2 separate regions of the Anas platyrhynchos genome follow, and region 1 is linked to region 2. Evidence: chromatin contacts called from public Hi-C data. All regions are on one chromosome and are shown on one strand. The core of a region is the stretch at or near the end of the contact, and the rest is flanking DNA. Distances in the headings are between cores, read along the strand shown.

Region 1 (6,265 bases), core at 1,707-4,206, 100 kb after region 2:
CAGCTGTCCTGCTGTTACCTACAGACCATCCCCAACTGGAGGTCACCAAGTGCCACCAAGTGTGGCAACTGCTGCTTAAAGAAGGGGAAGAAAAGAAACAGAAACAGAGCCCCGTGTAGCTGGTGGCAGTGGGTCTCCATGGGACTGGCTGGTCACGAGTTAGGGAGCCGTCTCCACTGGAGCATGGATGGCCAGCACAAACACAGGCACCTGTGAACGGGGCTGTTGGGCTCCTTCGGGGTGACCCAGCTGACGGGCAGGCTCCCCTTCCTCTTTTGCAGAGTGGGGTGGGTGGGGGTGTCCCTGACCAGTGTGACAGAAGAGCTAAGCAGGGAGGGGAATGGGGGCTGGTTTTGGGTTGTTCCTCCTCTTTTGAGGGGCTTTCTTCATTGAAGCCTTTGTGCTTCAAGGAGTTGTTTTCCCCTTTTTCCCAGAAGCATGCAGAGCACAGGTAACCAGGACAAGGACAAGGCAGGCTCGGGCAGGCCCCACTGCTGGGAGGAACATCTAGATGTGGTCTGTGGTCTGCTGGGATTACCATCGAGGGAGTGGGGCTGAGCTGCATACATGCAATGCGTGGTAGAGGAAAGCACTAGGCTCATTCTGCAGAGGTGTTAAGCCTTTAGGTCAGGGAGCTGGTGCAAACTGGAACATTTTATTGATCTCTTTTTAATACCTTCAGCTTACCAAACTCACTGCTTTCTCAATGGAGTTTCAAGCCTTAAAAGAATCCAACGCACAAGCAGGTGACTTAATGCGTGTCATAACTAAAGACCACAAAAGCATACTTTTTTTTTTTTAAGTATGGCTGAAATTCCAATAGTTTAGGATGTCAGTTACACAGAACCATATCACACTCCTCACCAACTAGGACTGGTTAAAGTTACAGGTAGAGATCATTAGGAAATGAGAAATATGCATTAATTTTTAAAACGTTGCTTCATCCCCAGCACCTCTGTGATCAATTTTTGAACACTTCTCCTTTTAACTAACCAGGCAGTAATTTGAGAAGCAAGGAGAAAAAGCATTAGCTTCACTAAAGTGAGCAAATTCAGCTCACTTTTATTGCTGTGTAATCCCTTTCATGTCTATTTAGACCAATGTAACTGAGAACAAAATTTGACCCAATCTCCCTCCACCCTGTCATTGATTTGATGTTAGATCAAAACATACTTTGGGATTACTGCAGAACTAATCCCAGAAATCCATTAAACATTATATGATTTTAAATTATAACCATCTTACACACTACTTTTTACAGTGACGAAAGAAAAAATAAATAATATAAAAGCCATCCTACGCTGTCCCTAGTGTCCCTACTAAAACCTGACTGAGTCAGGGACTGGATGTCTGCATGTTCAATTCTTATCTTTTTATCTTTTTCTTTCTTTTTTTCTCCAAAGTCCCTGTCCCAACGTGGCTGATCTTGCAAGATTTTGGCAGTGAAAATAAGGCCTGTTCAGTCTTGAATACCAGCAAAATCCATGCAAGAATCTTTACATTTCCACTGCAGTAAGATGGAAATATCGTGTTTAACATAAATTACCAGCCATAGATATACCAAGCAGCAATTGCTTGTTAACACAAAAATAAAGCCATTTGCAAGCAGCTTCCATTCCAAAAATACACCACAGAGACCTCAGTGCCGCTGCTGCGTTTGGCTGGGAAAGCACCTTAGCAGCATCACCTTTTGACTGCACCTGGGCTTTTGGAACCAGCACGCCCCTTCAGACCCCCCGGTAATCAATACTGGGGAGGGACAGACATCTGTAACCGAGGAGGACAAAATGTGGTTTGATACCTCAGGAGACGGAGCCTCCCATGTGAAGCAAACAGCATTGTTGTGTCAGTATTGCTGGGAACGTTCAGCAGCAGGAGGTTGGATGTGCAAGGGCATTTGACGAGCTTTTTGCTTGTTTGAGCCACTGTGCCCCAACATTTGGAGGGTGTGAGCATAGAAGCAGTACCCAGCTGTCACCTTGTGCCAGAAGTACCCCATTTGTTCGTGTGGGCAGGCACAGTTGCCTCCAATTAGACAGGTTCTCTTACAGCTACAAGCCCCGGCCGGCATCGAGTGATCTGAGGTGTCCAAGTCAGGGCGCCTTAAAGTTCCTGCTAGTCAGGACAGTACCTGCCATTACTCCTTTTTAAAGTGTGTCAAGCAAGATGCCCCAAATGAGCACAAGTAGTTTGTAATTGTGTCTAAAAATGTGAACGAATTGTTTCCTCTTGAAACTAGGGGCAAAATCCGTCAATTAGGCAACCCTATCTAACTTTAACTAGTGAAAGGAGTAATATGGGACTGTAAACAATGTCCATAAAATGAAAGTGGTTGTAGCTTACCCTCCAGGAAACAGAGTCCTCAATTGCTTCATGACAATCAGGCAGTTTAACTTTCTAGCCATGGCAAAACATCGGCCTTGGTGAAGGAACATGAGCTCTGATCTGCCTGGCTGCAGCAAACTGCTGGTTGCAGAAAGTACCTTCCACGTGCCCTGTGCTTTCTCTACCCTCCAAGCTATAGGTCTGTCTCCAACCATCTTTGCTCAGAAAACACGTACCTTTTAACATTTAGCATAACATGGCCCACAAATCTCTAGAAAGTAATCTTAGTTTGCTCATTGTCCCCAGCATGCGCCTTTATTATGCTTACTCTGTTTGTTTAGCAGTCCCTCATCTCCCTTAATAATTTGGCTACTCCTTGTTGTTCACCTTGCTGCACACAGGATAGATCAGTTGCTTGTAACACGACCAAAATCACTCCCACACTCGCTCTTCTCTGCTTGGGCCCTCGCGTCGAAGTCTCCCAGATTACTGAGCTCTCAGTTTATCCATCTCTCCAGCTTCTAGCCGCCCCCCTGTGCTGAAGCTGTGCTGGTGACCCACTCAGACCCACGGCTGCTCGTTTCCTTGTTCTTGCCTCTTGCTTGGCCTGCTGCCCTCTCAGTGCCTCTGCTCCCTGCAGATGCTGTGTGCCTGACGTGGGTTTCACTGGCTGCCGCCTGCCCGCTGGTTCCCTGCGGTGCTTGCACGTCAGCGGTCAGCGCTCCCTCTCCTTTAGGACTGCATATCAGCCACTGATTAGTTCCTTCGTGCAGCCTTTCTTTGTCTTCCGAAGACATGACATCTCTTTTGATGTGTTATCATTATTTCTTCCAGCACCAAGGTTATTGATCCTCATGCAATTTCTCTTTCACCCTTGATCTTTTCTTAGCCCTTTCTCCCAATGCTGGGACTGCCTTACCTGCCAGCAGTGGCAGGTAAGCATCAATATTTAGTCCTCTGCTTTTGTACAGTACACAGAGGATCTGCGTGGGCAGGGAATGTGTGACCAAGACCAAGCCAAATTTGTCCCACTGCAGCTTGTCCATACCTGCATCCCCTCCTATCATTTCTACGTGTTGGCTTACTGGGAAGTTTTTCACTGTTTGGCATCCCAGTCCTAGATCGTGGCCTAGCCCTGATCTGCTTCATGGGGCCCATAAAAGGGTTGGACTCAACATCTGTATTGGAGCTACAAAACCTGTATGTCATCCCCATAGTCTGTCAGATGTTGAGACCCTCAGCCTTGCAAAATTATGAGGAGAAAGGGTTCGGTCCCAGTCTATGCAAACTTCTATCACTTGTGTTCAGCCAGAACAGCACACAAACATCTCAGCCCTTTCTATTCTACTCTGTGTATCACAGATGAGCTGCATTTTCAAGGCTTGCTTGAAAGACAAGCTGTCTGTCACTTCCATCTATCAAAAGAGCTGACTGATAACTAATGATGACACCCTGCAAGACCTTCTCGTAAAATTTCCTGATAGATCCACACTCCTCAAATGCATGGCCTGTGCTCCATACTGCTCTGATCCATTTCTGGGACCGCCTCCTCATGGAACTCCTGTCTTGTGTGCAGCAACATAAAGGAACAAAAGAAAGTCCCAAACTTTTTTTTCTCTTTGAAGGCATTTTATAGAAAATGCAGCCTGTAAACTCACAAATCAAACACTAGCAAGCTAAGGATTGATTTCTGCCACAGACCAAATCAGAATTCTGAGCAGAACCTTAGGGGGATAGATGCGAGTCCAGGAAGGATTTCTGAGTTTTGTTTGGCAGAAGAAAAACAGAGCTGTGAGCACTGAAACGTCTCTATTGCAGACTGCTTTCTGTGAGTGCTAAGTGAGGTAAGATGTGCAAGGCATCGTGTGACACCTCTGCCCTCTGTTGGTCTTGAATGGCAGATCTCTGGTGCGTGCAGAGAGCTGGCCACTCAGCCCTCCGTGCCCACAGACCCTACAACTGTTAGAGGGAAAACACGCTCAGGCCCATGTAAGTATCATTGTCCTAAATCCTAATAGGACCTAATGTGAGGTCCTAAGACTTGGTGATGGAGAACTTGGCATGATTATGAGCTATCAGAAACAAGAGGAACGGGTTGTGTATGGAAGTGAAAAATACTGCACAGGCTTATATAAAATCAGGCTTAAAAAATGAGACCTCAGCAAGGCATTTTGGGGCCAAGGAGGTGGCTGGCATAGCCTTGAGAAAGCGCAAAGTACGGCCTGTAGCTGGGAGCAGTTCTGTAGCCCCGTCAGTGAAGCCACGTCATTAGCACCAGAGTGCCTAAATACCTACAGGTTCTTACTGTGGAGCTAGCACAGGAGTGGCAGATGGTGTATACATCTACATGCTAATCAGTCCTTGCGTGTTTTCTATACAGGCAGATACCAGATCCTGGAGGGGAAGATGGTCACAGAGCCATTCCCTGTACTGTTATGTACATCTCCTACATGTTGCATCCTGCTCCCAAAGTGGAACAAACCTTCCAGTTTAGCACTAATGCAGTTCCTGTACATTGCCTTAGTGTGTGAAGATACTTAAAGCACCCACCACTTAGCAGCATCAAATAATGACGTTACGGAACTGCACCAAAGAGAGGAGGAAATAAATCTTTTAGTGAGTCACAAAGACTTTCAGAGGTGATCAGTAATTAACAGCTTGGAGAGGAATTTGCCTCATTAACTTCAATCATGATTTCATAAGTAGCGTGCAGTAAAAATCCCAGTGTCTTTACCTCCTGGCTCCTATAACTGTAGCCTAAATTATTTTTTTTCCTGACAACAAGCTGCAAATAATTGGTGTAATCCTGCTCAGTCACACAAAACCTTGTTACTTGGCTTGCATTGTCCTATTTCAGCTCCTGCAGTGTCCTGGCATTGTAAATAGGTGCCTTTGCATCTTGTCTCAACATTAGCTACTTTAGACTGTATGGGTAAAGCTAAGGAAATACTATTTTTTTAAAGTTTCAAGCTCCTGCTGGTGTATTCAAGTGTAACTCTGTGCACTGAATGAGGTGTCCAGTGTTTGTGTCCAATGGCAGGCATGGAAGCTTCTTCCATCACCTCAGAACAAGCAGACACCAGGAACAGATCATCCTTACAGTATCATCTCGGTTCTTATTTTTCCAGTTCAGATGCTGTGGAGTCTCCAACTACACTGACTGGTTTGAAGTGTACAATACAACCCGGGTGCCAGACTCCTGCTGCCTGGAATTCAGCGAGAACTGTGGGCTCCATTCCCCAGGGACCTGGTGGAAAGCGGTGAGTCATTCCCCAGCTGCAGCTCAGCAGCCTCCTTCCAACCCAGGTGAAGGGCAGGAAGTAGTTAGCTGTGAGGTGATAAGGTGTGGTATAACTTCGGGCAGCTTTAGTCGGGTTTTAGAAGGCTTGTGTTGAGCTACAGCTTTTCACCTCTGATGATACTGCCAGTTTGAATACTTTTAGGAGCTGAAGGCCTTTCATGTGGCAGCCAAGTACCTTCACTGATCTGGAGCACAGTCTGCACAGATCAAACTAGGAAATGACAGGATTGCCTTTTTTAACGTCCACCTCCTGGATTAAGGTAAAGGCAAATGGCTTCCCACACATACGCCCTGGAGCACTGGCATAGCTGTAGCTTTGTGTGGCACAAGCAGTCATGAGGCATAATTGTGAGCCGTGTGTGCTCTGCTCCTGCTAGGCACCCTAGTTCAGGGGCTTCTGCTGCTCACAGAGCCCAAATTTCTGTCTGTAATTAGCTCAGCAATTGTTTGTGCTAATTACAGGTAGTGTAAACACCCAGGAAGGGCATGGGGCAGGGCCAGCTGATGACATAGCATTGAAATGAAGTTTTGCTTGTTCTAATGATTTGTGAAGACAGAAACTGTGCAAGAGATCCCAGTTACCTTTCAGTGAGATTTCACACCCATGGATTGGCACTGGTAGAGGCTGAGTTGTAACCA
Region 2 (5,592 bases), core at 2,928-5,427:
AGCTATGCACTGTGCAAAGGAGATAGGGGAAAATAAAATAAAAATTCCCCCAAGGCCCTCAGAAAATTCCTTTTCAACTTGAGATCAAGTGGATCTGCATGCTCTTGAGCATCCAAGTAACACTCAGCAGCCAGCCCCGAAGAAGAAGGACTCTCACAGAGCACAGCAGTAGCTCTCCATCCAGTGCCCACAGCTTTAGTTGCAGCCGCTGTGGTGCCTCAGGGCAGGAAGAAATGCTCAGGCAAGGGAAGGACACAGTGTGCCTCAACAACCAGCCACTGGTGGGAAAATCCTTCCCGACTCTGGCTGCAGAGCACACAGCCGTCAGGGCCAGTGAGGTTCTTGAGGAGCTTTTAGCTCAATTTCCCTCTCCTCTGTTCCCAGCCATTTAGGCCAGTACATTTCTCCCAGAAGCAGCATTAAGGTACATATTTGAGTGTCTCCAGATCCGAGTAAGCTTATCACCTCTCCTGGTAATCAGTTTTAATAATTAATTACACTTTTACCTACAAATCGTACCCTGTTTCAAGGTTAAATCCGACTAACTTTAACTTGCAGTCCATGAATCTTGCTCTGCCATTATCAGCAGGATTAGAAAGGCTGCGCTATCAGATCTCTGCTCTATGAAAACAGTGTTTCACAGTGTTCAATATCCTAAATACATCAAAAGCTCCTTAGTTCTTACATTATCAGGATGAGCTTTTCAGCTCCTAGGACACTTTTATGATCCTCTTTGGCACTTGCTTTCAGGTGGCCACAACCACCGTGGTAGCTGTAGAGCAGAACTGAATGCACCGCTGTAATAATGATCCTCCCAGCACTGGAAGACAGGAATTGCTTCTCAGGGTCGTGAGCCTCTGTAGCGAGAAGTTGCCCTTTTTGCTTGTTTGCTGCTCTCAGCGGTTGTTGTCTAATGGCTCTCTGCTAAAACCACTGAATCCTTCTCTCAGTCGCTGTTTCTGCAGACAGTCTTTCATGAGACAGAGGTAGTATTTGCTGTTCACACGTGCATGAGCTTCCCAGAGGGTGTTAGTCGTGTTCAGTGATGACCGTTTCTATGGGTCAGAGCTGGTGCTGTGGGAGGAAGGTCTGTGCTGAGCTCGAGAGTGAAGGGAGGCGTGGAGAGACAGAGCTGGAAAGACACGCGAGAATGGGGCCAGGAGAGCATCCTGCTCCCCGCTGTGCCTGCAGCACGGCTCCCTAGCAGCTGGTTTAGGTCAGGCTTTAACTGGTTGCTCTGTGTTTCTTCCAGGTAATAAGGTTAGAAATAGAAAGAAACGCACATTAAGTCCCAAAGCATGAAGAGAAACCGCGCTCACATCCACTTGGGAAGGCTGCCTTCAGAGTGTATCTGTAACTTGATCAAAACTACATGAAATAATGGTGGAAATAGTTGGGATGAAATAGTCATACCCATTTGCAAATCAAATATTTAAAGGTTTAGCAGATAGGAAAGCTAATCACTCCTCAAATTGACTTAGTGAAAACTGTGAGCATTGTTTCTGCAATGATAACACATGGTTGGAACCAGCGATGAAGCAGAGATGTGGTTTGCCAAATTTAACGCAAATATTGAGCAAAAAAATTCTGTGATAAGAATTTTTTGATCTCTTCATTATGTGATACCGGGACAGGATGGTCACAGGCTGGAGTAAAGCAGGGTGTGATTAAACCACTTGATACTCAACTCTGAATTTTTAAGCAGGGAAGAGGAGGCATTATATAGTTTTTGCTAAACCACTCATGCACGTGTCTGCCATGAAATCCGTGGTTTCTGGGTTTCTAACAGTTTGCAGGAAACTGTACAATAGGACATTTGTAAATCTAGAGAGGATGGTTTTTGAATTATTACCTAGGATAGTGTTTGTTTGTTTGTTTAACAGTGTCAGCCATTAAGAACATAATAGGTAAAGCCCTTCTGTGTAGTAGCCGTGGGAATTCTGGCTGGTTGCCTCTGCAGTCTTAATTCATCTCCTTGTGCTCAGGCACTTTGATACAGACTCTAACGAGGTGCTCACGGTTCTGTTTTGTTCCACAGAGCCTTCCTCACGCAGGACATGGGGAAAGTTGCAGCACTGAGCAGGGGATGGGCCTGATCTCCGCAGAGCCCTTACCCTGTTTGCAAACTCTGCGGTGAACGAGGCCAGGGATTGCTGAGAGGCGATGGATGAGGCTGTGCAATGCCAAAGTGTTCAGAGCCACAGTTAGCACGTTCCTAATGATGCGGGTACTTGGTGGGATGTAGCCTAAGCCAGATTTGCATAAATGCTGAGCATTCCCAGCTGCAAGTGCAACCGCTTGGATCTGTGCTCTGCGTGTACAGGGGGCCATAAAAATGATAAATACTTTGGAAAAGCACACTCTGGGGATCTCAAGTTTGTTGATTAAATGTAGAGTTTTAGCTATTTCGGCTTTACTTGCTGCTAGCTTTCCCTTCGTGTCTGCCAAAAAAAAGATCGTATGAGTGCCAAATATTGTAATAATATTGAGACAAAATGTGAACTTTGCTGCTGCTAGTTAGTATTACGAAGACCTGGAGGGGTGGTGCAGTCAGCACTGGGTTTTCAGGGGTGTGCAAGAGTCAGATGCAGTGCAGCACACTGAGTGTGGAGGTTGAGTAGAACTGCCAGGTGACTACAGAGTCACTAAGTGAGCCAGAATTCCTACGGAAAGAGTTTTTGGCAGTGCATCCCAATGCACGTGCGCTGGAGAGAGACCTCAAGTGCGACAGGCAACCTGTTATTATCTGGCTTTGCAGTCCTAGCTTTCACATGTTGAAGGGTTTTCTTTCTTCTTTTTCTTTTAATTTAATAGAAATATGTCACCACACTTCCCTGACTATTTGTTTGACAGGAAATAAAGACATTTGTGCCATTAATGCCTCAGGCAGTCCGGGTGCAGCTGTGCAAGGAGGTAATATTTCTCTGTGATCCAAATGAGTCATTCAGGGAGATTACTGTACACAGTGTCATTCAACATCACTGCTGACGCCTGATGGAATTAATATTGCTATATATATATCAATAAGATCAGCAGCAGATAGGTTCGATGTTATTAATAGTATAATTAGCAACTATGAATTTGTGTCAATGTTGCAGTACCTTCACTATTAGCACATCTTGAAAGCTAGCACTGTTAGGCAGCGGATGACAGGTGCTGAGTCAATGAAACACCTGCTTGCAGATAATTGTAGTTTTAGCAGCCACTTTTAGTTTGGTGAATGGGATCCTTTCTTTGTCTAGGGCTTACTGTAATGTCAGGGATATCAAAAGGAGCCACCAGAAAAGACACTTCAGAATCCTCTAATCTAGCTCCAGGGATCTTGCACGTCTGCTCTATGCAGCTTTCCTGCTAGTAGCTGATTTTACCCGTTCCTGAATATTTACAGTAATGGTTCCTGCCCAGCTTCCCTGGAGATGCTATTCATTTTTCTGTTATTCTCCTTAACTTAACACTGCCAGCTTACCTACCAACTTCTGAGACAGCAATTCCCTCCTTTCATTTATACATTTATGTTGTTGCCTTGAAGATATTTATAGAATGTGATTGTGTTCCCCTTGAGTCATCTCTCTTCTAAACTATTAGTTCCTCCAGCTCTTCCTTATGTGTGACCTGTTTGCCTACTTTTCTGGGTCACTGATGGAGAAGGGGAGCTGCCTACAGTACCTAAATGGAGTATGGGTCAAAGGAGAAGGGACTGTAGCTGAAGACTAACCTTGAAATGCATCAGAATTCTTGTGAGATACCAGAACTGCCTCTCTTACACTCAGTCCCTGCCAAAACTGTTGTAAATTTAACTTTGGTAGCTGCTGGTTCACACTCTTGGTTCTCTGCTTAGAAAAAACCTTAAACATTAAGTGAACCTGAGCTGTTCCAGTTCATCTTTATTGAAATGGTTGTTCACAGCCCTTCTGAATTTAGCTTAGAAAATAAACTTATCATTTACTCAGGACTTTGATTCAAGAAAGAGGTAACTTTGTACACAGGCCTTTGTGCTAAGGCTGCTTTTACTGTACAGAAACGATGTAGTACGCTGGTAGGCTTCTTATTAGTTAACTTAGGTACTGGCTGCAATCAGCTGTGACAGCATGGGGCTCAGCATGACTGAATTTTTCTAGAGTGAAGGTATGCCACACATGTGTATGTCGGTGTGTGTATATCTACATGCCCTGTGCTATAACTGTGTGCGTAGTGCAGAGCATCAGAGCGTCTGGCTAAAATAAATGTGGGTTACCTCCAAAAAATCAAGTGGGCAGAGGAAGAGGGCAAGGTCTATCGACCTTGTAAAAATCAAATTTTAAGGCCATAGATTTTTGTGTTCCAGGATATATCAATTTACTCTGGCATCCCTTTGTTATGTCTTCATTGTGTGGCTTCGCTATGTTCCAAATAAGATCAAAGGAAAGCAACTCTCTATCATCCTTCAGTTAAATAAATATTTAATTTCAAAAGAATAGGGCAGGCAGTGCATTGGGTGTGTTGTTCAGTCTGACTCTGATGGCCCTGACCTAGTTCGTTGTTTGCACACAGTCCGACTTATGGAACATCCTAAATTACAAATGTGCTTTACTTTGGAAGGCACTTCAGCAGCAGTATCATGTCAAGTACAATAAAATATGATAGCTCGTATGAGATTATACTGGCTTTGTGGGAATGGTAGAACAATGTCTGCCATAACATAAATGTGTCTGTTTCGTACACCGCTGCTTCTTCCTTAGTTCTAATCTGCATTTCCAGAAGACCGAGGGATCGTGTACCAGCCGAATGATAAGTCTCAGCCTCTATTTGCAGGTGACTCTTTCAAAACGGCTGCCTCAGCTCGTGCGACTTTATCTTGGCAGATTCTCCAAGTGCTATTTGCTTCATATTTATCGTGAAATGCAAAGTAACTTTCTCAGCCATGACTGTGTAAAATATTCCATGCGTGGTAAAAGAGCTCTCTCTGTCGTGCAGTAATCGGCGCTGGGCATTACACAGTGTCGTAATCCTGGTGCTTGTAGCAACCCTCAGGCAGAAACAGCCACTGCTGTCAGATCCATTCTGAATCTCCAGTGTGTACACAGAAGACTATGTGGCTGGTAACTGCTCTAATAAATTTTATGGTGATTGTCTTTATGGTTGCAATTCAACAAAAAGGCAGAAGCTCAAAATACTGAAATCAACAGTACTGGCTTATAGCAGTTACTTATTCCATGCAGTTCTTGGTAGATCCTCAGTACCATTTCTGGGCTAGCTTCTGCTTTCGTCTGTGTCCTGCAGAACTGGGAACTAGCCTGGATGTTGGTTTCCAAACTGACTTTACGATTGGTGCTCCTTAATCTCTAGTGGAAGAGAGAGAGAGTCCTGTGAGTGCAGCATCAGTATTGTGACACCATTTATGATTCACTGAGGTGAGCTTTTGGGATTATCAGTGGGGAACACAGGGAAGTGCTTAGAGAAACAGTAGCGTGATTAGAGAAACTTTCCATTCATTAATCAACATACCAGCTATCTCCACTTCCAGACAGGTAAGAAACTGATCTATAGAGCCAAGAAAATCAATCTGCAGCTTGAGACCTTTCATAACTGTGCAAAGAACAAAAGACCATCCTT

The links. A called contact is a pair of places that touch in the nucleus more often than the background predicts.
Region 1: a Hi-C map of small yellow follicle shows a contact between it and region 2, with 2.5 times the contacts expected there. The contact joins two enhancer-like sites. A contact is called at or near these places in 2 of 8 Hi-C or Micro-C datasets (F5 follicle and small yellow follicle).

The regions. Positions count from the first base shown.
Region 1 is chr5:46,751,080-46,757,344 of IASCAAS_PekinDuck_T2T, forward strand. It overlaps TSPAN4 (tetraspanin 4), which reads left to right. Exons shown (of 9, transcript XM_072038961.1): 7 at 5,454-5,585. Among named protein-coding and RNA genes, the nearest start is that of CHID1, 130 kb to the right of the region's middle. Within about 2 kb of position 2,957, at least 3 of the 8 cell types and tissues checked have an H3K27ac peak or open chromatin away from gene starts, as enhancers often do. A contact at or near this core is called in F5 follicle and small yellow follicle, where this site is marked.
Region 2 is chr5:46,649,519-46,655,110 of IASCAAS_PekinDuck_T2T, forward strand. The region is part of intron 3 of TSPAN4 (tetraspanin 4); the gene reads left to right. Among named protein-coding and RNA genes, the nearest start is that of CHID1, 230 kb to the right of the region's middle. Within about 2 kb of position 4,178, at least 3 of the 8 cell types and tissues checked have an H3K27ac peak or open chromatin away from gene starts, as enhancers often do. A contact at or near this core is called in F5 follicle and small yellow follicle, where this site is marked.